Linked DNA regions of Mus musculus: regions 1, 2 and 3 are each linked to region 4. Evidence: chromatin contacts called from public HiChIP or PLAC-seq and promoter capture Hi-C data. All regions are on one chromosome and are shown on one strand. The core of a region is the stretch at or near the end of the contact, and the rest is flanking DNA. Distances in the headings are between cores, read along the strand shown. Region 1 holds the start of Cfap99 (cilia and flagella associated protein 99). Region 2 overlaps Add1 (adducin 1 (alpha)). Region 3 holds the start of Mfsd10 (major facilitator superfamily domain containing 10). Region 4 overlaps Fam193a (family with sequence homology 193, member A).

Region 1 (6,256 bases), core at 111-2,610, 150 kb before region 4:
CGGGTCCGGCTCCGGGCTGCCAGCCCCAGGCAGGCAGCGGGACGCAGCGCCCGCAGTGCGACTGGCACGGCTGCCGGGGCGCGCCGCCTGGACCCGAACTGGCTGGTGAATCGCACCTCCGGCCCACTGAAGCTTCAAGCTCCACGAGCCTCACCCCGCGACTGGGCAGAGGACTGGTCGGAGATCCAAAAGGGTGCAGGCGGCTACCGGAACAGGATAGAGATGAGAACTGGACCAAGATCCAATTACTCCGTTTTGGGATAGAGGACCAGACCGCGGCGTGAGGGACCTCTAAGATACGGGAAGAAAGAGTCTGACCAAAGCCTAAGGTTGGAGAAAGGGGAATGAAACGGTCGGTTCCCAAGTGCGAAGGGAGGGTGGGAGACCCACTATCCTAGGACAGAATAATTGTGTTGCGAAAAGATGAAGGAGCATCAGCGGTGAGGCTAGAGGGAACCAAGAGAAGTAGGGGCTCTGAGCACGCAGGCTGGGACCGCTGGGTGCGAGCTGGAGCCAGCCCATCTAGTATCCAGACGAGGAGAAACATGACAGTACACCCAGGCCCGAAAGAAAGAGCCCCGTCTGGTACTGGAAAAGAGCAGTCAATGCGCGCCAGGTACATGGTCTGTCCAAGTCGCGGAATGCAGGGAAAGGGCATCCCATGAACTGGAGAAAGAAATTCATACAGGGCCAAGGAAACGAGGTCTATCTATCAAGGAGGGACCTGCAGGATAAGGGATCTGGAGGGGGGAAAGCGCGACGCCGGGACATGGTCCGCAGCTGGAGCCGCTCACCTTGGGTTTGTACAGCCACTTTCGGAATCTGTTCATCATCGCCGCGCCGGCCCGAGCCACGCTCCGGGCGGCCCTCGCCCTCTGCAGCGCTGCGCCCGGGTCCGGCTGCGGCGCGGGGTGGACACGCAGGCAGGGCCGGGACCTGCTTGAGCAAGCAGATCGTGTGCGCGGCGCCTAGCGCCGAGCAGCTGGCTGCAGGTGCGCGGGGCAGGTGCGCGGCCGGAAGGATGCTCAGCAAGCGGCGCGCGGCCGACCCAAACCCGCGAGCGGGCGGGCGCGCGGAAAGGCGCGGGCACAGGGCGCGCGGTGCTTCACGGCTTAAGAGCACCCAGCGCCTCCGCCGGTCACGACCGCACATGCGCCGGAGGCGCCGCACGCCCCCGGCCCGCTGCAAGTGGTGGATGGGGCGAGCCCGGCGAGGCCGCCAATCCCCGCCCAACGCCACGCCGTACCCCACCCGGGACGCGCACCAAGGGAGGGAGGCTCAGGACTACAGGTCCCGGCGCCCACCGCGGGCAGGGCCTGCGCGGCGTTGCTAGGTGACGGCGCCCAAACGATGCCTAGGCGATCTGCGGGTACCGGAGCTGGCCAGTGAACGCTCCCGCCCGCGGCGCCTGGACAGACTACGAGGTTAAAGCCAAGGAAGGCCAAGAGGCCCGCAGGTAGGCAGGCAGGTTAAGGTGAGGGGCCGCCACAGGGAGCCAGGCACAGCCCATCCTCTTCTCCCTAACTCGTTTTCTCCAGTTCTCCAATCTTTGCCTATTTTCTGGCCTTAGCGAGCTACCTTTGCGCTTTTCTTCCCACCTCCAAAAATAAAAGTAGGGTGTTTTCCACCACCTCCAATCAATCTCTCTCTCTCCCTCCCTCTCCCTCCCTCCCTCCCTCCCTCCCTCCCTCCCTCTCTCCCTCTCTCCCTCTCTCCCTCTCTCTCTCTCTCTGTTAACAGGTGACCCAGATGACTACCTCTTAATACAGTGTGTGTACCCTAGCAGTTCCTGCATCTTCCCTTAGCCCCTCAGCCCTGGACCTGCTTTGTAGCTCCCTTCTTACTCCTTGGAAGCTGCTCTCCACCCATTTCTATGTAGTTCCAGGCAGCTACGTGGTTTTAAAAACATTTTTTCCCTCCAGCCTAAATGCTTGAATTCAGATGTTTGCCTGTTCTTCACTATTTGTACAACTAACAGATCACCTTAGAGTCAACATGTCCACAACTGTATACTCTCTCAGTCATAAAAACTGCTTGTGGGGCTGGGAAGATAGCTCAATCAGTGACGTGTTTGCCTAATTAGTGGAAGAAGGTTCAGCATGCCAGAACTCACTGGAAAAACAAAAACAAAAACAAAAACCCTAGGCATGGACTGGAGAGATAGCACGGTGATTAAGAGCAGTGGGTGCTCTTGGCAAGGCCCCAGATTCAGTCACCAGCACCTCCATGGCTGCTCACAACTTTCTGTAACTCCACCTCCAAATAATCAAACCCCTCTTCTGGACTTCATGGGCCCTGCATGCATGTGATGCACATACATACATGCAGGCAAATACACATAAACATAAGAAATAAATATATTTTTGTAAAAAAGGCCAGGCATTATGACATTTACAATCGCTGCACTTCAGAGGCTAAGAAGATGGACCCACGGGGTTCACTAGTCAATGTAGCCTATTGCCTAGTTGGTGAGCACCACAATAATGGGAAACTCTGCCCAAAACACAAGGTGGAGCTGGGCGTGGCGGCGCACGCCTTTAATCCCAGCACTTGGGAGGCAGAGGCAGGCAGATTTCTGAGTTTGAGGCCATCCTGGTCTACAAAGTGAGTTCCAGGACAGCCAGGGCTACACTACGGTCATTTTCTGGCCGCCCCATGGAAGTGCACACACTTACATATGCACCCATATATACACGCACATAAAAATAAGTAAAAAAATTTTAAAAGAAAACTAAAAGCAGCTCTTCCCAAAGCCATCATCTTCTCCAAGTGAAGACGTTGAGCAGACACATGAATTCATGTCCAGTAGTAAGTAGATTAATAAATTATCTGGTGTCTGTTCACCCTTGGCCAACTCCAAAGCCTGGGGCTATTACTGTGCAGAAGCTGTTTCTATGCTTCATATTGGAAGTTGTGCCCAAGATAAAGGCTGAGCCCAAGGAGGTAGGTATATCAGGATCAGGCTTAACTATAGGCAGAAAGATCCCAGCATGACAGATTTGTTCACATTCAAGAGATGTGTGCAGGGCTGGTGAGATGGCTCAGCGGGTAAGAGCACTGACTACTCTTTTGAAGGTTCTGAGTTCAAAACCCAACAACCACATGGTGGCTCACAACCACCCGTAATGAGATCTGATGCCCTCTTCTGGTGTGTCTGAAGTCAGCTACAGTGTACTTACATATAAATCTTTAAAAAAGAGAGAGAGATGTGTGCAGAGGTAATTCTGGACATGCAACAGGAACCAGCTTTCTGGCTACCATCCTTGACCTGTTTACTGAGGATTCAGGATGGCTGCACTGGTTCTAGCCATCGCCTCCTAAGCCCATGAACCTACTGGAAAAGAGAAGAAAGAGATGTCCTACACTTCAGGCTAATGCTCCCACAGTTTATTCTCTAGTACTTCTGAGAGATGGAAGAACTTGTACACACGACCATAGCCAGCTTTCAAGGAGGCTGAGAAATGTCACTGACCGGTTGGGTAACAATAGGCCCAAGTGAGAGTCAGGCTTTGTAGTTCAGGAGGGAAGAGAAAGCTGCAAGGAGTGGCTTCATAGCCTGTTGTAGAAATTTTTAATTCCAACCTGGGGTTTCTACACAGTCTTTGACCATTTAGTTCATGGATAAAAGACACAACCTTTATATTTACAATAAGCCTTAAACAGCACAACAGCTGAGCAGATACCTACCTTATATGCAATTAGAATCTACTTTCCTATTGATAACCCCAAATTATTACTTACTACTTACTATGTTTCATCTGGGCTGCTCTTAACTTCAATTGGCCAGCCCTCGAGGCCAGCTCATCTAAACCTATGGTGGCTTCTCCTTCCTCCTGCACCTTCTTCTTCTCATGGTTCTTCTCCAATCCCAAGCCCAGAAAATCTAAACCCCACCGATGTCTCTTCTGCTCAGCTATTAGCTATTGGCATCTTTATATACCAATCAGAAATAGCCTGGGGGCAGGGTCACTTAGGTCTATGTGCAGACTCCTGGTCTTTCCCCTCCCCCAACACTTAACATTGTGATACACAGTAAAAGACAAAACCTCAACAGTAGCCGCCACACTTAGCAGAGCAGCTTTAGTTGTGGGGAAAGAGGGTGCTTTCACTAACATATGTTTGATATGGCCTAAGCTGTTGAAGTGGATTGCATCTGATAGAAACGAACCCTCCTTGCTTGCTTCAGCCTGCCTTCCAGGTTACCTCAAGGGCCAGACCATTGAGCCCTGATTCGAGAATGGAGTTAAAGAGCCATATTTAAAGGTAATCAATCCACTTAGGAGTTAGATCTCAATTCTCACCCGCAAACTAAATAATACTGAGATACTTGAGATGTGGCTCAGTATTGGACCAATTACCCAGTGTAGGAGATGCTGTGGGTTCTGTCTCTTGCACTAAAAGCAAGTAAACAGACAATTATTTTAAGTAAAGCTGAGTCTGGCTGTGGATATGTGGGCCTGTGATCCCAGCACTGAGGAAGCAGAGGCAGGAGGATGGAGATTTTGAAGCCAGACTCCACTACATATCAAGACCACCTTCCCCAAAACAAAAATAAACAAGAAAAAAATTAAACCAAAACTTAGTGTAGAGTTGAGGTGCTCGAAGCATGCTTCAGAGTTGGCTGAGCCCATGCCTGTTCTCCAGTCGCAGATATGATTGTTTTTCTCAAACTTTAGGTGAATTTCAGAGGGGATTCAGAGTCTATCCACCCTCACAAAGCACCTGCTCTTTGCCCAGGTGTGGGGCAAGGCAGCCTCCACCACACAGTGAGCAGAGGGTCAGGCTGGCTCCTGGGAGCTCCCTCCCACCTTCAGGTTGGTTCTTTGGTCCATTCCATTTGGATCCTCTACCAAGGTCAACTCTAGACCTGGGAGGGCTTGAATTAATTCCTTCCATCCTCCCTGACTCAGGTCAGCCTCGGGCACTTGACCCACCCTTTTTGCAGAGACACACAGGCTCCATAGCAGGGGAGCAGGAAGCAGTCTTTGCTCCCTGGCACCCTGGGCAACACATCCACATCAATTCAGCCCAAGACCTGGGCTTCCAGATTGGAAACTTACTGAAAAAGGAAAATCTAATATTCCCATCAGAGTATCTAATGATAGTTAGCATGTAGATAGGACCTCGACAACCTGAGAGACCACTGGACATGCCTGCCTGGGTGGGAGGGTGTAATCTTGATTACCTTAACCCTGTGGAAAGACTCACTCACCTTAACTGTGAGCAGGACCAGTCCATGGTCTGGGTGTCCCACCAGGGATCCTGGGCTGTACACAATGATTACAATTACTGCGGAGAAGGCAAGCCGAACCTTAGGATGCGACCATCCCTCTGTTTTCCTTTGTGCACTAGATGTATTTAGTTTCCTTTCACATTCTGCATGCAATGTGGTCATTGGCCAGGCTCCTGCTACCTTGACTCCCTGCAGTCACGAACTGCTGCCTTGAACCTGTGGAGAAGAGCAGCCACTTCTCAGCACTGTGTCCAGGACATTTGCTCTGTGTTCTGTTCTGGTTTTGTTTTCCTTGGTGCTGACGATAGAATCCAAGGCTTGGCTTTTTAGGCTAGTGCTTCCTGGCTGAGCCCCATTCCTAGGTCTTTAACTGGGAGTCTATAAAAATGCTTTCTTTGCCTGCCTGTGTTCTTTGCTCTGGGTCCTGGCTATGTGTGTACTGGTCTCCTTTACCTCACTTCTTTGACAGAGCAAGTGAGGCATTTGAGGCCACACCCCAGGCTCTCACAGAAAGAAAATCTCTTTGGGGATAGGGAACCAGATTCCCCACTCCAAACTCCTCAACATGGGCTTGTTCTCTTGTTTCCTTAGAAAATACTCTCAGAGAATCTATCCCCCCAGTTAAATGAGACAATAAAACTGAAACGTCTTGTATAAAGGACTCATGTTAGTAAAAGTTAGTAAAAGCAGACAATTTATAAAGTCAATGTGTGCAGGGCAGTGGTGGCGCACCCCTTTAATCCCAGCACTTGGGAGGCAGAGGCAGGAGGATTTCTGAGTTCAAGGCCAGCCTGGTCTACAGAGTGAGTTCCAGGACAGCTAAGGCTACACAGAGAAGCCCTGTCTCGAAAAAAAGAAAAAAAAAGTCATTGTGTGGGATGAGTGAGGTTAAAGCATATTGTCCACATGTACGAAACTGTCTAATCATAAGAGACTTGTTTTTAAAGATTTATTTATTTATTTTAGGTACACGAGTGCTCTATCTGCATATACACCTGTGTGCCAGAAGAGGGCATCAGATCA
Region 2 (6,605 bases), core at 1,892-4,391, 150 kb after region 4:
TGGGACTGTGGGTCAAGCTGAGGTTTACTAGGGCAGAGGGCTGCAGTGCTTTGCCTGCTCTGTGAAGAGGGGCTCACGGGAGAGGCTTTCTTCCTCTTACCTGGTAACTTTGCCTGCCTCATCCTGTAGCCACATTCTCTTATTTATGTCTCCAGAATTTGGGACACCTTTAACCCTAACAATCCTACCCTCTGGCATTAATTTTCTATATAGAGTGAAACAAGATGCTTAACTCTTTCTTAGTTTATTTGCTCTTTTACCACAACATAAGAGAAATGTATTAATCAAAAAGTCATAATGTACTTGACTAATACATTCTCATACTCTGGAACAAGTTATTCTCATGGGTCTTTTGTTTGTCTGTCTGCCTAGAGGCTGTTCTGAACACAAGCCACCTGGCCATGGCCCCAGTCACCCAAGACTGTGGGGCTCAGCAGGGAAGGGCTTGCAGTGCGCGGATGGCGACTGGGGTGGGATCCCTGGACCTCACATAAGGTAGAAAGGATGACAGACATACAGTACTGTGGCTCTCTCCGCATCTGCTGATGTCATTATAGCACAGTGTCTTTGTTTGTTATACACTTGCTCTAATGATTATTATTTTATTGTCTAAGTGGTATTTTATTTTTAAATTACTTTTATAAATTAACTTTAAATTGTATATATAACACTTACACAGTTGCCCCCTGTCTGCTCAGCTCCTTACACTTCTGTCATTTTCAGTTTCTTGCGGATTTTTTATTTATGCAAATATAAATGAGTTTTTACTTACCCCTCACATATACCATCTATATTGATTTCTGTATCTTTCTTTTTTCATTTAACAATACATCCTTATTTTGTGAAGACACCTGTACATTTATAGTTACTTGGTAGCATAAAGACTTAAACAAACCTCTAATAGCCTATGTGGTGACTTTTCAAAGAGCATACTTTTGACAGTTTCACTTAAGCTTATGTTTGTGATTTTAAATGCTTCTTGCCTAGATCAAAAGAGGAACCCTGTCTCTGTCTGTTCTCAGGCTTCAGGGCTAACACAGCAGCACTCGCAGCCTTTGCGTGTGCAGAACACTGAGCCATTCTCCCAGCATTCAGTCTTGGGCTCTTCTCAGTCCTTCAAGTCCTAGCTTTTACTTCAGAGCTTTCTTTTGTCTTATTCTTCGCAACTAATTACTTCACAGTGTGGAACATTCAGACCTTTGATTCTGGGGGAAGCGGGGAGTGCTTCTTTACTTGTATTCTTGCCAGACTTCTCCACTTAGCCCTCCCCTCAGAAAAATAATTAAAAGGACAGACCAAATTTTTACTTAGCAACCTTCCCTTGTGGAATGTCCTTCAGAAAGTGTTTGGGAGTGGGGTGCAGTTCAGCAGAGGCGTATTGGCTGATTACCCTTGAAGACCTGTGGTGTTTGATTCTCAGCACCAAAGGGGAAGGAATGAGGCAGGGCAAATTTTGTTTCAGGAAACAGTACATTTTGAAGGATTTTTATAATGTCAGCAAAACTATTACAGTAGTTGAGAAAGCCTAATGTGGTAGGGTGGGCCTTTTATTTATTTATTTTTAAAATTTTTTATTAGATATTTTCTTCATTTACATTTCAAATGCTATCCTGAAAGTCCCCTATATCCTCCCCCTGCCCTGCTCCCCTACCCACCCACTCCCACTTCTTGGCCCTGGTACTGGGTCAAGTTATATAAAGTTTGCAAGACCAAGGGGTCTTTCTTCCCAATGATGGCTGACTAGGCCATCTTCTGCTACATATGCAGCTAGAGACACGAGTTCTGGGGGTACTGGTTAGTTCATATTGTTGTTCCACTTATCCGGTTGCAGACCCCTTCGGCTCCTTGGGTACTTTCTCTAGCTCCTCCACTGGGGGGCCTGTGTTCCATAGAGTGGGCCTTTTATCCTACTACTTTGGAGAGAGTGGCAGACAGATCTCTGAGTTCCAGGCCAGCCAGAGCTAGATGATAAAAACCTGTCTTTAAAAAAAAAAAAAAAAAAAAAAAAGCCAGGCAGTGGTGGCACAGGCCTTTAATCCCAGCACTAGCACTCAGGCGGGTCTCTGTGAGTTCGAGGCCAGCCTGGTCTACAGAGAGAGTTCCAGGACAGCCAGGGCTACACAAGAAGCCCCCAACCCCCAGTTATAGTAGTTGAATCCAGTGAAGAAGCAAAAATAGGAAAGGCAGTTGGCACTGTTGCAGTATAATGTTAAATTTCGACTTCTTTTCCTCTAATATATATATATTTTTAAATTATGTGTATGGTTTCTGTACCAGGTCCGGGCACGTGATCCCTGGATCTGGGCTTAGCAGTGGTTGTGAGTCTCCCAACTGCTGGGAATGCAGGCCTCATCTCCAGCCCCATCGACTGGTGCAGGGAAGGCGTTGAACAGTGTCTGGCCTCAAGCTCACTGGAGTCTTGCTTCTACTTCCTGAGTGCTGAGGTCACAGGAGTGTATCACCATGCTTGCTGTTTCAGCCACCAGGGACCCTCATGGTGCTTGGCTCAGAATATGAGACTTGGTACAGACGCTGGTGAATATGCTCATTAGACACTAGTCTAGACTTCTCTCATATTCTCCTAGACTACAGACTGCTCTCTTTTTTGTACAATGATCTTCTGTGTTTCTTTCCCTCCCTCCCATCATCATCATCATTTTATTTTTTTAACTATGTAGCTCAGGTTGGCCTTGAACTCTTTTTTAAAGATATTTTATTTATTTTATGTATATGAGTACACACTGTAGCTGTTCAGTTGGTTGTGAGCCTTCATGTGGTTGTTGGGATCTGAATTTAGGACCTCTGCTCGCTCCAGTCAATCCTGCTCGCTCAGGTCCGCCCCACTCAATCAGTCCCTGTTCGCTCCAGCTCAAAGATTTATTCTTTACATAAATAAGAACACTGTAGCTATGGCGTCAGATCTCATTGCGGGTGGTTGTGAGCCACCATGTGATGAACTCAGAACCTTTGGAAAAGCAGTCAGTGCGTTTACCTGCTGAGCCATCTCACCAGTCCCTGGCCTTGAACTCTTGATCCTTTTGTCTGAGTCACTGGAATGAGTGGAATTTCTTAAAACCTTCTGTTTTAGAACATTTGGATGGATATGTGCGCCTGGCCATGTGAAGATAATGGATATCAACTTCAGTGGAATTAAAACAAACAGAACAAAGACCCTTTATGTACTTCTGACTGTCCTGGAACACTACTGTATGTAGACCAGGCTGACCTTGAACACGAAGATCTGCCTGCCTCTGCCTCCTGAGTGCTGGCATTAAAGAAATGCATCACTGCTCCTGCCTAAATTAATTAATTAATTAACTATATATTCTGTCTTTTTGAGACAGGGTTTCTCTGTGTATCTTTGGCTATCCTGGGACTTACTCTGTTGACAAGGTTGGCTTCAAACTCAAAGAGACCTGGCTGCCTCTGTGTCTAAGATCTAGGATTAAAGGCGTTTTTTTTTTTTTGTTTTTTTGTTGTTTTTTTTTTTTTTTTAAAGAAAATTTGGTACAAAGTAGTGATGTGAAATAATTTTTGTACCTCCTTAAGCCTCATTGTCTAGCTACCTTCTCGCAGGCAGTAATGGCTCATGCCTCTAATTTCAGCATCCAAGAGGCAGAGTCAGGCCTTGAGTTCGAGGCCATCCTGGTCTATAAAGCACATTCCAGGACAGCCAGGGCTACACAAAGAAACCCTCTTTTGAAAATCCACCCCCCAAACAAACAAACAACCAAACAAAAAACCCGAACAGTTATTTTCTTAGTCTGTCATGTCCCAGGAAGTGGAGAGATGTTGCCGAACCAGACAGAAAGCCTGAAGTGTGTGCTTGTGCTTCCTGAATTTGAATCTGGCTGCCTGGGCCTCAGTACAGTAGATGAGCATGGCATTTGGAATTAGTGCTCTTGAGTCAGTTCTGAGTTCAGTGATTTGTTATTGAGTCCTCTGACAAAAGTTAGTGTGTGGCAGGCCTGGGAAGGTGATTCAGCAGGACCTGGATTTGATTCTCAGTATCCATCCACATGGTGGCTCACAGTCATCTGTGACTCCAGCTCCAGGGGATCCAGTACCCTCTTCTGGACTCCAAAGGCACTAGGCACATACATGGTGCACAGACATATATGCAGACAAACATTCATACACATAGAAAACCTCAGGGTGTTTTTCCATCTGTAAATAGAGACACCTTACAGGGGTGCTGGACTTAACTGTGGTGGTTTTCTGATGCTGGACCTGCAGAATTTGTGCGCAGGTCACTCTTTGGGATCTCTTGTGTTTCTCCTTTTATTCTTTGCTAGGCTTAAGGAAAATTTGGGGGGTGGGGTTGAAGGGTGAGGTCTGTGTCTCTGACATATATACAGGCTTTTAGCATCATTCTGGCCTGTGGCCGAGAGTCTGTGTCAGCTACCAGAAGGCAGGATGGCGGGCGAGGGGTGAGGAGTGCTTACTTCCATACCGACCCTGATTGTCACGGGTTTGGTTTTTTACTTAACTACATTTTCAATGGCAAGCAGTAGCTGTCATCTCAGTAACACATTGCAGAATTGGTTGATGCTGTAATTAAAGCAACAGAGCAATATAATTATATATAAAAAATAAAATGTAGGTTATGCATTTACTTTGGCCATCAAATAAAGCATTTTGGTTTTTTTTTTTTGGTTTTTTGAGACAGGGTTTCTCTGTATAGCCCTGGCTGTCCTGGAACTCATTTTGTAGACCAGGCTGGCCTCGAACTCAGAAATCCACCTGCCTCTGCCTCCCAAGTGCTGGGATTAAAGGCTTGCGCCACCACCACCCGGCAAATAAAGCATTTTGAATGAGAAATGAAAAATAATGTGTAGAAAATTTAAGCTGGGAAGCTGTTAATTCATTTATCATAAGGGATCATAGGGCCTACACAAGTAATCCGTTCCTGGAATGTATTGCTTTTATTTCTAATTTGTATTTTGGGAGTCTGTTTTCTCACTTGAGCTTTCTTGAAATAGGACCGTGAGCAGTGTGCATTGTTGGGAGGAAGGAATTCTGGAGCCAGACCCCCTGAGTTTAGACCAACCTTGTACAGGGAAGGACGAGTTCATTCATGTAAAATTTATCAGGGTGTGGTGCGTGGTCAGCAGTGTTAATTTAGAAGGCTCTTTTGAGCAGTTTTCATCAGTAAGAGAATACCTAGAAATGATCCAATCAGATTAATAAACAGCTTTATTGAACTCAGGTTCTTAGCAGCCTGAGGATTTTAAGAACCTCCAGTGAGTGAGTCTGCCTGCTTTTCTTTCTTTCTTTCTTTCTTTCTTTCTTTCTTTCTTTCTTTCTTTCTTTCTTTCTTTCTTTCTTTCTTTCTTTCTGTGTAATGGAGAATTGCATTGCTAGAAAGGAATACAAATCTTGAGATATTGTAGCTTATCATTTTGTTTGGGGGAAGCAATTTGTGCTTGCTTACTTCAGTAGAGAATAGGGATTCCCGTTTATTGATTGGCAGCATCTCTTTGAGCAAACCTCTCCATGTTTTTGTGTTTCTCAGAGTCATTAATTTGTCTAGGTCTCCTGAGCTGTGCCATCTAAGGTTCTAGGTGGGTTCTCACCACGTTGCACGATTTTAGCCCTTTGCTTGGGTAGTGTCAGTCCTGGTTCCTCCAAGATTGTTTAAAATCTTGACATCCATTCCAGCAAAGGCCCCACCTTCCAGTTGATTATGTTTTAAGATGCAGCTGTAATTTGAATGCAGAGAAGTCCTCATAGATCCCTTTTCCAAGAAAAGTTTGTTGTGGGTTAGAGAAATGGCTTATTGTTTAACATGACCCAGTATGGTTCCCAGTACCCACATTGTGACTTATAACCATTTGTAACTCCAGTTCCAGTGGATCTGGAGCCCTCTTCTGACCTCCATGGGCATCAGGCATGCACAAGGTGCACACATATACATGCAGACAAAATACATACACATAAAGTTGTTTTTTTTCGAGGCAAGATTTCTCTGTGTAGCCCTGGCTGTCCTGGAACTTGCTTTGTAGACGAGGCTGGCTTTGAATTTACAGAGATCTGCCTGCCTCTGTCTTCCAAGTGCTGGCATTAGAGGTGTGTGTCACTACCTTCTGGTCAAAATAAATCTTAAAAAAAAAAAAAAAACAATCCTGTTGTCCCTTGTAGCAGCATTCACTGAAGAACAAAGTCTTGTTTTGATTTTCTTTTCTTTTTCCTTTTTTTTGAGACAAGGTTTCTCTGTGTGGCTCTGGCTGTCCTGGAACTTGCTCTGTAGACCAGGCTGGCTTTGAACTCAGAGATCCACCTGCTTTTGCTGGGATTAAAAGTGTGAGCCACTGCCTGACCAAGAACAAAGTCTTAATTGAGGCCTTGGTGTATAAGAAATGCTTTCCAAGTGTTCATTTAAAAAATTAGCTAGAAATGTATTTCCTCTGTTCTTCCCTGGGCCTGTTAAGCAGCAAGTATTTTTACAGAGGCTCTGGCCTTGTTGGAAGGTTGCTACAAGGGAAGTAAGAATAACATGCTTTATACAGGAGACCTTGAGCCAGGCTACACAGAACATTTGAAATGACTCTTGGGGTTGATTGAGGCCTGGAATGTTTAGGAGGGAGAGAAGAATCCATCTAATT
Region 3 (6,747 bases), core at 1,917-4,416, 200 kb after region 4:
ACAGTCCCGTTCCTGCACCCCCCCACCCCCCCAGGCACAGAGCAGGCAGCTGGGGAAGGCTGCAGGAGGAAGTGCTAGCACTTACCTGAGGCAGCCACCACCGGCCCCAACGCCCTGCCTAGGGCGCCTAGGCTCCGCAGTATGCCCATGATTGTGCCTTTTTGCCCTGGAGAACCTGAAGGGAGAGGACTTGTCAGATGTCTGTCAGCTCTCCTACCCTGCATAGCCTTTTGGGGAGGACTCTCACCATAACTGGAGACCATGGTGGACAGACCAGGCACCACAACAGCAGCAGCTGGTGAGAGAGTATGGGAGGCACTTGTTAGCCTAGGAGAGGCACGAGGATGTCTACCCCAGCTCTGGCAGAGCCCACTCACCAAAGGAGTAGAGCATCAGTCCCAAGCCCAACGTAGGCAGCGAGTGTGCCCAGCCAATTAAGAGGAAGGCTGGTACTAGCAGCAGCATTGCCTAGGGAAGACAGAAGTCTCAGGACTGGGTTTCCAGCCTGCCTGGAGTGCTCACTGTAGAGGAAGTAAGTCCCTTACCCTCGTCACAGCTGCAGCTTCCTTGCCAGGGCTGATCCGCCGGGCGTAGGTGCCCTGTATGGTGGCCATGGTGAGGCCGATGAAGAAAAACATCTTGCCCTGCTGCAGGCTAGGAGGTGGAGGGTGAGCGCCCAGCCCCCTAGGCCACCAACTGCCTGGGGGATGGGCAAGGCCACCAGCCAGAGTGCTGGGAGGGGTACCACAAAGGCTTCCTGGACCTGGGGTCTGAGAACCTCGAAGCCACTAATATGGAGACCTACCTGCTGAACTGGAAGCGCTGATGTGCCAGGAAGCTGAGTGTGTACTCCAGGCCTGAGAACAGGAAGAGGTAGAGGAAGTAGACAAGACCCAAACGGCGTAAGTTTCTGAGTCCTGCAAGTCAACACAGACCACAGGTTGATCGTTGTTCATGCTGGTTGGTCAAGACTCTGAGAGCTCAGTCCGGGGTAAGCCTCCTTACTGTGCTCAGCAGGCGGGTCCTGACTGTGAGTGACAGCCGCAAAGCGAAGCAGGGCCAGGGGGCTGAGCAGGTGGGCAGCAGTGTGGAAGCCCAGGGTGACAGAAGATGCCTGTGGGAGAAAGCGAGGGCTGGCCAGGAGGCTGGGAGCACACAGCCTGGCAGCTTAGGGACCAGGACCTGTCAGATCCCAGAAACCCAAGAGGTGTTGTGATGTTAGCAGCTTGAGGGCAGGCCAGTCTCCCCTGCCAATGGTACAGATAAGAAAGGAAACCCCTTCCAACCCTCAGGAGCCCTCACCCCTCCGGGGACCCGGGCCTACCCGCTTTTCCTGGGGCAGTGTCTCTGGCAAGAAACAGAAGATGAACAACATGTCGGAGATGGCAAAAAGTAGGCTGATCCAGGGCACCATTTCCACAGACAGGAATGCTCCCAGCATGGGACCCAGAGTAAAGGCCAAGGAGAAGGCTACCCCGATGACTGCCTAGGGAAAAGACCTGAGCTAGGCATGGAGTCTGAAGCCCAGACATCAATCCCCGTTCCCTAGGTCTGTTCACTCACCATGCCTTGGCTGCGGGTTGGAGGTGAGCCCAGGTCAGCGACAATGGCTGTGGAGAGGTTAACGTTCCCCTTGCTGATGCCTCCGATCACCCTGGAGGCCAAGAAGGCCTTAAAGCTCCGAGAGGTAGCCCACACTGCATAGGAGATGGCCAAACCTGTCTGCCAATGGGTGGAGGCCAAGTGGCAGGATCGGTCACTTCAGGCCAGGAAGCACCCAGAGCAAGGCAGGCAAGCATATAACCCTCAGACCCGGGCCACTTGTGTCCCTGTACTTTCCTTAGGTGTATTTAGCTTGGTGTAACACCAGGGGCCAGAAGATCCCTCTAGAAGGGATGGGAGCCCACTGTTGGCAGGGGAGCCCCACAGCTGCATTCTCCCCTCTGCCTGTTGACAGCTGGCTCCAGAGGCTTACCAGGGACAACATCATCACTGGGCGCCTCCCCAGGTAATCAGAGGCAGCTCCTGTGAGTGGTGCGGAGAAGAACTGCAGGAGGGAGAAGGCCGAGCCGATGAGACCTGAGAGACAGAGGATCAGTCCTAGAGTGTTGACCACACTTAGCCCTATATTCACAGGCCATCGACTGAAGCTCGGGTGGCCTCAGTTTAAAAAAAAAAGCCAACCAAAAACAAAAAGACAAAACAAAACAACCCCCTCCCCCAAACAACAACAACAACAAAACCAACCCACACCTTTCAGTTAAAGGAGGCAGGAACCCAGGGAGGATGATTGACCAAGAGCCTAGGCAGAACTAGCTCTCCAAAAAAAGGTTGTGGGCCCCAGCATGGCACACAGCGACATACCTCCGAACAGGACACTGTTGTACCTCTTTTCCGCTGGCATCCCGATGGCTGAAGCAAACCAGTCTACCCCACGCTGCCAGGAGCCATAGAGGGGGTCCTGGGTAAAGAGGAAAGTAACTCCAGCTGGATAAATCTGTGATAGGCTAGGCATGGGGAGAGCTCCCGCCTTGGGGGAGGGGCTTACTTGTTCGCGGCCGTGTCTCTCCAGCAGCCCAGGCAGCAGAGGCAGCAACAGCGTGAACGCCAGGAGGTCGAGTAGCAGGCCGAGGAAGAGCACGATGATCACGCGACGCTCGGACGCGGGCCGAGGCCGTATAGGCGGACGAGGCGTACAGCCCGCATCCCCTGCCCAGCCCATGGTGGAAGCTCCGACCCTGCTGGGGGAAGGAGGGTGTGGTGATGACGGCCCCGTTTACCTGACAATTGAAAGCTGAATTTGCAGGTTCTTGCCAGACAAAACGGAAGTGGTTCCAATGCGGTCCTGGCACACCCTTCAAGGCCCGACTCCCTTACCAACCTAGGGCAGCAGTAAGCTCAGGGCCGCAGTGGTCAGGGCGCCCCCTGTTGTGAAGCGGGTAACGGGGAGAAGACGGGAATCCCTGGTTGGGGAGTCGTAGGCGCCCTGAGCTCCTGTTCGTGTACCACTTCGGCCTCCTCACACGATATCGAAACCTTTGCTTCCCACCTACCCAGCTGGGACCTGTGCACACGTGCCGCAGCTCCAGGCGGGGACAAACGGGTGGATGAACAGGGAACCTCCCTGGATAGCAGCCACACCCCGGAGGCTTCGGAACAGGCACCTCCTCTTCCGGGAGGCCGTGCTGTGGCGGGAACTGGGTTTGGAGTCTCCCAGCAGCCAAGTATAGAGAAGGCTTGCAGGCTTCCAGATGCATTAGAAGCAAGCGGTGAAGTTCTGAAGAGCTAAGTGTATGTAAGAGACAGCTTGTCTGTGCAGTTCAGTCTCCTTGGTACCTATATATCTTTCTTTTGAATCAGGGTCTCATGTAGCCACGGTTGACCTTGAATTCCTGACCCTCCTACTTTAGCTTACTCTAAACCATGCTGGAGTTGGGGATGGTGATGCCCACCTCTAGTACCAGCACTCGGTGGAGACAGAAAGAACAGGATTCAGGATTTAGTCATCCTCAATCAACTCTGAAGTATGAGAACAGCTGGAGCAAAGACTCATCTTTTAGATAGATGAACCACTAAAGTCCTATCCCTTCAGTGCTGTTAACCTGTTGGAGCCATACAGTCCACACTGACTCTTTCCCAGAGGACAACACCGGATGCACTCGAGTGATAGGCTCTTCTAGCTGGATTGTGTTCCCCTTCTGACGACACAGGACAGTATCTGGAGGCTCTATAAACTTTTCCTTGGCATGTTCCTCCTCATAGATTGCTCAATCTATGCCCAGTATCAGATTTGGCCACCCTGCTTCTTGCTGCAGTTGGCTACACAGAGCCATTGTACGGCAGAGCCCTGTGGCTAATTCAGGCGTGGAGGAAGCTGGGGCTGGATGGTAGCCTAGCTGGTGCGTGTGTCAGGCCCAGGCCCCTCGTGGGTCATGCAGCCTCTGTCCCAGAAGAATCACAGGGAGAGGTGACAAGGTGAGTACTGTTGGTAGATGTAGCCCCTGTAAGCCAAGCTGCTGAGCCCAATCTCCCTTCAGGGTTGTTCTTGACCAGCACTTTCTGAGCTGCAGGATGCCCACAGCCATTCATTCTGTGCTCCAACAGTGGCTTCACCACATCCAAAACGCAACTCCTACTCAGCACCACCAACCCTCGCACAAGATCTCACACCTCAGAGCCATAGCAGGTGACAAGGGCCAGGCTGGACGTAAGGATTCAGTCCTGTTCTGTCATGTGTGATAGGTGATCTGATAAGTGTGTGGGAAGGCGACTTCACTGTAAAACGTATATAATGTACTTACCCACACTATGACAGCTTGTCAGTTTTATGGACAACTGCCTAAATGTCATTCTGTGTGTGGCTATCATCTAACAGTGCAGAGCTCTCACAGACATCCCCAACCTGTGTCTGAGCATGGCAGGGAGATGGGACCCCACACTCCACAATGAACCCCCAGAACCCTTCATTACAACACACCACACAGCCTTGCTACATTACAAGACAATTTATTTTTTGAACTTTTTCCTCTTAAGAGCCTTCCATTCACCTTCTTGCGTGGCCAGGCTATTAAAAAGCTGTTTTACTTTACGCTTTCTTTCTGCATCCCTAAAGAGAAAGAGAAAAAAGCAAGTGTTAATCTTGCATCAGTTCTCAGGTATTTTGCTTTCTTCAGTTTGAACACTAACAGTTCAGAACCACACATGCATGGCTCTACCCTCAGTCCTGCAAAGGCTGCCAAGTATATCGCTCACCATACTCCCCAGTGCTGAGAAAAACCAGCGGCCTATGAGTGTGGTGTCACACCACAGCGGTGCCCTAGTCCCGTACACACAGTTCCTCCTCACCTTTCCATGATTTCTGAGAGCTGCATCCTGGCCAGGAACTGATTGTCCTTTCGGATCTCTCGGACGGCGCCTTTAAATTCCCGCTTGTGTTTGTGGATTAGTCTTTTCCTTTCCTGTTCTTCTTTACTGCTGCCTTGTTTCCGTCCAAACTCAAGCCTAAAGTTAGAATCAAAAAGGCTATAGAGGTGAGCTGACTGCCGACTGCAATGTCTCCTGTCCCAGGCTGAAGCAGGTGCATCGCCCACCTCTAGCCTACAGACAGTCCTGGCCTCCACAGGGTCCCCCAGCACTCACACTTTGACTAGCCGGGGGGTGAACTGCTTCAGTGGGACGGGCTTGCTCTTCTCACACACCAGCGGGCGGCAGTGCTGCTTCTGGCCTTCCATTGCTGACAGTATGCTTTGAGCCAGCTCCTAAGGAACATGTAAAGGCATGGTTAAGAGGTCTCCTAGAGGCCATACTTGCCACTGCCTACTCTACACCCACTGGGCCGTGTCAGGTGCAGCTTGGCTGCATTGCCATCCTCTATATAGGGAACAGCAATGCAATTAGGACGAGCAGATGGTTCAGCATATAAGGTCTCCTGCCACCAAGCCTGAGTTCAATCTCTGGAAACTAAATTTCAAAGGCATTGCCCTCTGACCTCCATACATATGCCAATGCATAAATAACCCCACACCCAGAGAGAAAGCTGTAAATGAAAGAGCTTGTGTCCAGAGAGTAGCATATGGCCTTTCTGCAGGGACACACTGGCAAGGCACCATCAGCACAATTGGGATTAAAGCACATAAGACCACCTTCCCTGCCTAGGTGACCTGCAGTGTGTGGAGGCAGCTGTTAGAGCAGCATGATGCTGTCAGGCAGAACAGGATTCCTGCTCAAACACAGCTAAGACACGTCTCGCTAAAGCTGTGGCTTCCAGGGAAGCCTGTAGAAGCCAGCTCACTGATGTTGGTCTGTCCCTTCCCCTCACACAGATGTGCTCTGGATCCCAATTTGCTTGCCTCCCTGCACCCATTGTATATAGTCTTGGTCCATCTAAATGTCATGTGAGAACTGAGAAACTACAAGCTCCATAACCCTAACTGGCCAGCCTAAATCTGTAGGACCAGGGATCCCTTTAAAAAGAAGGGACAACCACAGTCATGTCCACAGTGATTGTTTGAGGAGGTGCTAGTGACTCAGTACAGTCAAGGAATGGCTTGCTCCAGACTTGGGGGACTCAGCAATCAGGAAAGCCAGGGTCTGTCTTCAAGTGGCACAAAGACGAGGGTGTAATGTGTACAGGAAAGGTCAGCACCATGGGCAAACAGCACACAAAGCTCTGTGCAGGGGCCAGGAAAGAGCAACTGTGAACATCACCAAAATTGAGGGAAAGCCTGTGAGAAGCCCAGAGTGCAGGTGGTGAGGCCAAGGGAAGGTCACTCCAGCCTGCACTGTAGCCTGACCCTCTGTCTTTTATTGTGAATGGAGATGTCACTGGGGGGAGGGTACAGAGGAGACAACATGCCTTTTTCTCCAAGGAAGCTGGGCTGGTATGCGGATAACTGATGATGAGGGTGGGAACGGCAGAAGGCAGAGGACAGGAAACCAGTCAGGAACAAGGGGCACAGATAGTAAGGAGGGACAGGGTAAGGACACCTAGATGGGATGGGGACCAAGTATAAGCATGAAGAGCTGCTGACTACCACACATGCTAAATAAAGCAGCAAAAGCCTTGTTTAGACACACGGGGGCTCCAAGGACCAAGTGAGGGTGTCCTTCGAGGTCACCCTCAGAAACTGTGGGGTAAGGTGCTTTGGATGGCCTGGAACGAGTGGGGCCATTTTCCCTTTGTGCTTCTGAGATTGTAGACAGTTTTGGTAGACTTCCCTGTGATGCCTTTTAAGCTGCAACTTCAAT
Region 4 (6,731 bases), core at 2,114-4,613:
ATGCTGCCCTTGAGGCACAGCCTGCATTCTGGGGCCTATGTGCTAAGTTGCTAGCTACAGTCTGAGTTGCAGAGCTCCCATCAGGGGCTTTTGGTATGCCCTAGTGAAAATTATACAACATCACAGACCTCTAATCTGACTATTATTGTGTGGCAGCAACAATTAGGTCCTCAAAAAGATTGTACCCACTGTCTCTGTGTTCTGATAGAGGACCTTAGAAAGTTTCCAGGCCTTTCAGATCCAGCAGCCATTTATCAATCATGTTATTATTCAGTGCCCATTCTCTCTTCATCCAGAACTGTCCAGTAGAGAACAGACAGACATCCAGGTAGCTCATAAGGGCAGAGGATAGCAGGACAAGTGGGATACATCTTCTGAAGATGGACCTGAAATGGGTATACCAAGTGGCCACCCTATCTCAGGGGGCACCAGACATGTTGTTGAGATGGTATGTCTGCCACTGATCCAGCCCCTTTTCCTTTCTAGAGCTTCTGATGAAGCAAGAACGGCTTTAGGTTTCAAAGGTTCTGTTTTAAAGATACTAATATGAAGAGTAATAAAGGAGAAATGGCAGCCCAGTGTTGTTTGTGCAAGACAGCTTGTAAACAGATAGGAGCATATGTTTGGGGTTGAGATATAAGCTAGTCCCACATAAATCTCGGGATCATTATGCCATTTAGATACTGGTTGAGTCCTTTATTCTCTTTGTCTGCTGCTAAGTTGTTGGAAAGAGGGTTTCTAGTTTAGAACTTGTAAAAACACTCTCTGTTAATAACTTTGGCCCTCATGGTAACACTGGACTAGTCCCACTTTTCCATGCTAGATGTAAACTTGTGATCCTCTTCCCTCTGCCTCCTGAGTGCTAGTGTTAATAGCCTTGTGGCTTAAATATCCAGCTGAAAGGGAAGAGGCTGCAGTCTAGGTGTGATTCCCTTGACTTTTACTGTGCTTTGGTCGTAGCACAGCACACGGCTGGAGGTCATGATAGAGAAAGTCCTTAGGGCTCCAGAAAGCAGAGAGAAAGAGTTTGGGTTCTAATATTACATTTCCTGGTTATGCCCCAGTAACCTAACTTCTACTGGAAGCCACCTCTTATAAGGTTCCTTCACCTTCCAGTGTTACTCAGCACATGGACCTTATGCGGACAGTCAAGAACTTGTGAAAACTCTCCCTGTTTATGATTGTAGGTGGCTGGAGAGATGTCTCAGCAGTTGACAGCATTGGCTGCTTTTTCAGAGAACCTAGGTTCAATTCCCATTATTTACATGACAACTTATAGCCATTTATAACTCCAGTTTCAGGCAATCTAACACACTCTTCTGGTGTTTGTGGGCACCAAGCGTGCATGTGGTACACAGACATACATGCTAGCAGTACACTGATACACATAAAATAATACATTATTTAAAAAAAAAAAGAGAGAGAGAGAACTAAACTATAGCACTAGCCTGTACCTGGCTAACTCTTGTCATCATAGTGAATAATACATAGAAGGGGAAGAGGAGCTAGATGTATACAAAGTACAACTGAATTAGTAACATAAATAGGAGCGCTTGCTTCTGTGCCCATTCAAGTCAGCTAAGGTTTCAAACTACAAAGGGACTCTAAACTCAAGAGATCCTTGAGCGCACAATATGTCATAGGAAAGGTATGCTGTAGCCATGTGTGCTGAAGCTAAGACCACATAGGATGGCTCCTGTCACTTGTAAAGGGTTACCACCTATAATAATGTGGGTTTGCCTTTCACACTCTACTGGACAGCGGTAGAAGGGATCTAGTGTGTTGTAGGCACTCTATACGTCAGACAAGCATGTGGAATACTGAAAAATTTCTGAAGAGGGCATAGGAAAGTTGTTTGCAACAGTGCCCATAATAATAGCAGGTGGTGTCTGCTTTGCACCCCCACAGTCCCTCAGTTCTGACTGAGAAGCTGCTGCAGATCTCTGCTCTCGGGAATTTGAAAGGAGTATATGTTGACCTGTACATGCCTTAGTTCTTGGGATGGGAAATGTGCCATAAGAGTTGGCAGACATTTGAAATTCCTTCAATAGTCTGTTTCAGGTTTTCTTCTCAAACTGCATTGTTTTGTACTTCATGTTTTTACTTTTAATTTATTTTATGATGTTGTTATTATTGACATTATATAGCTGAAGGGTAATAGGGCCAGTGTTCTCAGAGCTAATGTTCTCAGGACTAGGAAGGTCTTGCACATGGGTGGAGTCCTCAAACAGGTTGTGGCAAGCATTTACTTCCTTCTGCAAAGAATGTACCCTGATCTCCAAGCTCTGGAGCTCTTGAGGTTTTCCACATGAGGAGAGTACTGAAGATAAAGTGTCAGGCCGAAGGCTGAAATGTGATAGCTCATTGTTTTGTATATAGTTCATTGTTTTGTATTGCACTCCTGTTTTGATTTTATCATTTAAAAGAATCTTCCTTGAGAGTGTTCTTTTTTTTTTTTTGCTTTTAAAGATTTATTTTATGTATATGAGTACACTGTAGCTCTCTTCAGACACACCAAAAGAGGGCTCCCATTCCAGATGGTTGTGAGCCATCATGTGGTTGCTGGGAATTGAACTCAGGACCTCTGGAAGAGCAGTCAGTGCTCTTAATTACTGAGCCATCTCTCTAGCCCATGAGTGTTCTGTGTAGTTACTACGAAGGTTTTTGGTTTGTTTGTTTCTATGTGTGTTTTTATATCTCCTTTCTAGATGACAATGAAAACCAAACAGCGCATGTTAACAGAAGACTGGGAGATTTTTAAACAAAGGAGATTAATTGAAGAACAGGTAAGATTGACAGGAGAGGCATGTAAATGACTGTACAGAACAAGTGTCACCTTAGTATCTAGGCATTCTCTTTGTTACAGAATACCAATGAAGACCATTGGCATCTCCTGCCAGTATAAAAGTCATTAAACATAGTGATTTTAACTTTCAGATAAACTGATTGCATATACTTGCCATATGTAGTCTTTCGTTTTTGTATATTGAAAAGAATAATCTTGGTAGGAATTGTGAGAACTGGTACAAGGACCCATATTCCCTGAACTTTTTGTTGGTGCCAGTTAGCCAATTGCATCAGATTGAAGTTGAGCTCCCGCCCACCAGTGGGATGAGTCGGAGGCCCCTTTGCCTGGGTGTGCCAATAGGCTCAGTTGGGTTTTGGTATACCCTTCTCCCTTTGGAATCCGACTGCTTATTTGTCAGTTGAGTTTAGGTGTTACTTCCTAGATAGCTCTCAGGTCCAATCTTCTCCAGTAGAGAAGTGTCTAGCAAGTACTGAGCATCCAGAGCAGACCTACCTTCTGGTTATCTGCAAAAATGCACGAGGTGTGTATCTGGCCAAGACCAGAACACCAAGTGGGTTCCCTGCCCTGCAGATTCCAGGGCTACTCCCTTGTTTTTGTTTTGTCCTTCTACAAAATGTGGGCCTCTGGGTTTGTAAATGGTTACTGTTAAAAGTTAAAATGGAGAAAGTGTCTTGTAAATTTAAGCCATTGTTTGGTAAATTTCCTCTAGTTGACTAATAAGAAAGTGGTTACTGGAGAGAACAACTTCACAGATACCAGGAGGCACATGTTGTCATCTCGGTTGAGCATGCCTGACTGTCCCAACTGCAACTACAGGCGAAGGTGAGCTGGGCTGCCTGGGTGCTACTGGCCTTCACCCTGCACTAATACAAGCAGAGGTTTGAACCCAACCTTCAGAGTTGGCTTTCTTGGTAACTGTCCTTAATTCTTGATCAGATGTGCTTGTGATGACTGCAGCCTCTCACACATCCTTACTTGTGGTATCATGGACACCCCGGTCACTGATGACATCCACATTCACCAGCTACCACTCCAAGTGGATTCTGCTCCCGACTATCTGTCTGAGATGCGCCCACCTAGTGTGTCATCAGCAAGCTCAGGGTCAGGTTCCAGCTCTCCCATCACAATTCAGCAACATCCTAGACTCATCCTCACAGACAATGGCTCTGCACCAACTTTGTAAGTTGTGACTTTATAATAGTTTCAGAAATTTATCCAATGATGAGAAATCTAGACATCAGTCTAAATACAATCACCATTGCAGTGCTTTTTATTAAAAAACAAAACAAAACAAAACTTTTCAGTGTGTTAAGCACCTGTTGAATCATGAAATTTGTAAACCCAAACTGATGCTGTTTTATTACCTGAAAAAAAAAATTCAGTAAATTTATAATTGCCAGTTGGTATGCAGGGAAATGTCTCCGCAGTTCTGGTCTCATCTTCTCAGTCTGTCTGAGGTGGCCAGTGGCTGTTCATCCTCTTCATTGTCAGCCCAGAGTCATGCTCGTTCCATGTCTTGCTAAGAATTCAGATCACTTTAGCAAGCAATTGAAAGTTTGTGTTTTCTGTACTCCCACATTATAAAGAAGTGCATTTCATATTAGCAAAGGGGCTGAAAACTCAGTTGTGACCCTGTTGCTTGCAGAGGCTTCATACACTAATTTGCACATGTGTATAACTTTTTTTCTTCCTTTCCTGTCCTTTCCTTACCTTCTTTTTTTCTCTCCTTCCTTCCTTCCTTCCTTCCTTCCTTCCTTCCTTCCTTCCTTCCTTCCTTCCTTCCTTCCTTCCTTCCTCTTTTTTTCTCTTCCTTTTTGTTTGTTTTTTTCAAGACAGGATTTTTCTAAGTTATTCTGGCTGTCCTAGAACTCACTCTGTAGACTAGACTAACCTCAAACTAGAGATCCACCTGTCTCTGTCTTCTGAGTGCATATTCCACCACATTGGGCTGTGTGAAGTTTCTCTTCCCCTCCCCCCTTCATCCAAATGTTGCCCCGTCCCTTCCAGTCTCCCCCTGTATTCTGTTTCTTAAGTGAAGTCAGTTGAATATGCAACCATCACTAGTCCTTTGTAGGTGCTCATGAGGGATTGCTGACTGTATCTGGCTGCACTTGATCCTCAGAGTCTTCCAACAATAGAGATGCTCATCACACATTTCAGTTGGATTTGTCATGGTGCTGCTTAGGTTTTCCTCTTTCAGAGTTATTCCTAGTCTTTCAGGTCTCAATTTTTATGGTACTGGGGATAGAATTCAGGGATTCATACATGCTGAACAACTATTTTACCACTGAGTCTTTTCCCCAACTCCAAATCTAAAATAATTCTAAAGGCCTTGGGTTGAAGTCCATGGTTGACTCTTCATTCGGCAGAGTTCTGCTGCTTCTGCTCTCAGGCCTTAGGCATTTTAAGGAGTTTTGTCTCCTAGCTATTGTAGCTTCTAACTGAGGCATATGGAAGTTTACCAGACAGATGAATCCATTGAAAATTGAAGTTAGATAAATGCAAATGTATCGCACTGTCTCACTCACTGTCATAACTGCCAATATCAGTTGTAAGCTCTGATGTGTTATCAGTAGTGGCACTTGGGCTATAGGAGCCTTCTGCCTGGGTGGAACTGCCCACTGTTGGTCTGGGCAGCTCATGTCTAGGCCCCAACAACTTGTGGTTAGTGTCTTCCAAGTAGTCAACCTCTGTGACTTGAAAATCTATGTGACCCTTAGTGTGCATTGTCGTTCATGGTGCTGTTTTCTAAACAGATGAAATGGCAGCATCATTTTAGTCAGTGCAGTGCAGTGCACTCTGGGTCTTTCTGGAGTGGAGAGGCCTCCAGCTGTCATGTGTGCCAGGTATGAGTTGGTCACTTCATTTCAGAATCAGTTTCCCCATTGGTAAACACTATGGCAGTGATAACACTGCAGGAATGCTGTGCTGGCCAGCACACACACTCCCTTCCTGGTGGGTGCTTATTTCTTCTGTTGGTGAGCTCAAGGTTTTTGTATAGTGCGTCAAAGACTCAGGAGGCAGGGCAGGTGGATTTCTGTGAGTTCAATGCCTGATCTACATAGTGAGTTCTAAGACAACCAGGGCTATGTCAAAAGACCCCTCAACAAAACAAACAAAACAAAAAGAGCACAATGACTTAGTAATACTGGGCCTTTTCTTAGGAGTCAAACCTAAGAGGGTTTTTACCTAGGATTTTTATGTTCCGGATATCATTGTATACTGGGATAGAGACAGATTGGTACAAGTTTTAGGTAGTACTGGGTTGGGCATGTCAGTTCTTATATATTAGGAAGTCACATTTTAAAGTGGTCTCTACGGGCTAAATCCAGAAGTTTTGCTTTAAGTTTTGGTTTTCATTTTTTTTAGCAAACATGTCATTTTCTCCTTACATTGATGACATTGATTGTTAATAACTGACTTGAGTGGAGCAAACATAATTAATGTGTTGTTACATAACACTTGGAGTTTGGTCTGCTGGATATTTTCTGACAATTTGGTGTCTGTAAAATCAAACACTAAAGACCTGAAGTTGCTCCCTGTATCTTAACATTTTAATAAAAATTATATTTTCTTGGGCATGGCATTTTTACTTCAGGACTTTTCGGGCCAAATGAAAGTATAATACCAATTCGTCTTAAGTTTTTGTGGTCTCCTCAGAATTTCTATTGTGGGACATTCTTTCCCATCCTCCATGTCACAGATGTTACTCATCCAGGCTTTTTTTTGTGTTCAGGTGACTAAGAGGTGTTAAGTAGTGTGAGTGACACTGAACACTCTTCGTGAGCAGACCCATGACCTTAGAGGAGATGTCGTGTTCGGTGGGGGGTGCTCCTCACTGTCCTCCCCAATCGAAGGGCCTCATGGTGACCGTCTCTGCTTGCCTCAGTTGTAGTGATGATGAAGACGTCGCACCATTGTC

The links. Promoter capture Hi-C pulls out the DNA fragments that hold promoters and counts their contacts. HiChIP or PLAC-seq counts read pairs in DNA pulled down with a chosen protein or histone mark.
Region 1: a contact with region 4 is called in an H3K27ac HiChIP or PLAC-seq map of embryonic stem cells, with 6 read pairs. The contact joins the promoter of Cfap99 here to the enhancer-like site in region 4. A contact is called at or near these places in 5 of 484 Hi-C or Micro-C datasets (bone marrow-derived macrophages, cerebellum, cumulus cells and 2 more), 2 of 115 datasets of contacts at active chromatin or transcription factors (bone marrow-derived macrophages and embryonic stem cells) and 1 of 9 other capture datasets (adipose tissue).
Region 2: a contact with region 4 is called in an H3K27ac HiChIP or PLAC-seq map of embryonic stem cells, with 7 read pairs. The contact joins two enhancer-like sites. A contact is called at or near these places in 1 of 15 datasets of contacts at CTCF or cohesin (the NIH/3T3 cell line), 1 of 484 Hi-C or Micro-C datasets (nephron progenitors), 1 of 115 datasets of contacts at active chromatin or transcription factors (embryonic stem cells) and 3 of 9 other capture datasets (adipose tissue, liver and pancreatic islet).
Region 3: a promoter capture Hi-C map of embryonic stem cells shows a contact between it and region 4, with 2.4 times the contacts expected there. The contact joins the promoter of Mfsd10 here to the enhancer-like site in region 4. A contact is called at or near these places in 19 of 39 promoter capture datasets (the 3T3-L1 cell line, 3T3-L1-derived adipocytes, the C10 cell line and 12 more), 2 of 15 datasets of contacts at CTCF or cohesin (large pre-B cells and pro-B cells), 6 of 484 Hi-C or Micro-C datasets (bone marrow-derived macrophages, cerebellum, cortical neurons and 2 more), 6 of 115 datasets of contacts at active chromatin or transcription factors (astrocytes, bone marrow-derived dendritic cells, bone marrow-derived macrophages and 3 more) and 3 of 9 other capture datasets (adipose tissue, liver and macrophages).

The regions. Positions count from the first base shown.
Region 1 is chr5:34,287,305-34,293,560 of GRCm38.p6, forward strand. Cfap99 (cilia and flagella associated protein 99) reads left to right here and starts at 1,361. Exons shown (of 16, transcript NM_001370805.1): 1 at 1,361-1,456. Zfyve28 (zinc finger, FYVE domain containing 28) reads right to left here and starts at 1,020. Exons shown (of 13, transcript NM_001015039.1): 1 at 795-1,020. The coding sequence starts at 833.
Region 2 is chr5:34,590,455-34,597,059 of GRCm38.p6, forward strand. The region is part of intron 1 of Add1 (adducin 1 (alpha)); the gene reads left to right. Among named protein-coding and RNA genes, the nearest start is that of Mir7036b, 20 kb to the left of the region's middle. Within about 2 kb of position 3,142, at least 6 of the 459 cell types and tissues checked have an H3K27ac peak or open chromatin away from gene starts, as enhancers often do. A contact at or near this core is called in embryonic stem cells, where this site is marked.
Region 3 is chr5:34,634,046-34,640,792 of GRCm38.p6, forward strand. It overlaps Mfsd10 (major facilitator superfamily domain containing 10), which reads right to left and starts at 3,167. Exons shown (of 13, transcript NM_026660.3): 1 at 2,882-3,167; 2 at 2,549-2,738; 3 at 2,365-2,461; 4 at 1,976-2,079; 5 at 1,564-1,722; 6 at 1,325-1,486; 7 at 1,006-1,114; 8 at 806-917; 9 at 546-654; 10 at 378-468; 11 at 248-295; 12 at 86-175. The coding sequence starts at 2,722. Nop14 (NOP14 nucleolar protein) reads right to left here. Exons shown (of 18, transcript NM_029278.2): 16 at 5,140-5,258; 17 at 4,846-5,001; 18 at 4,491-4,606. The coding sequence ends at 4,507.
Region 4 is chr5:34,436,603-34,443,333 of GRCm38.p6, forward strand. It overlaps Fam193a (family with sequence homology 193, member A), which reads left to right. Exons shown (of 21, transcript NM_001243123.1): 8 at 2,709-2,786; 9 at 3,519-3,631; 10 at 3,746-3,988; 11 at 6,699-6,731. Among named protein-coding and RNA genes, the nearest start is that of Fam193a, 70 kb to the left of the region's middle. Within about 2 kb of position 3,364, at least 7 of the 459 cell types and tissues checked have an H3K27ac peak or open chromatin away from gene starts, as enhancers often do. A contact at or near this core is called in embryonic stem cells, where this site is marked.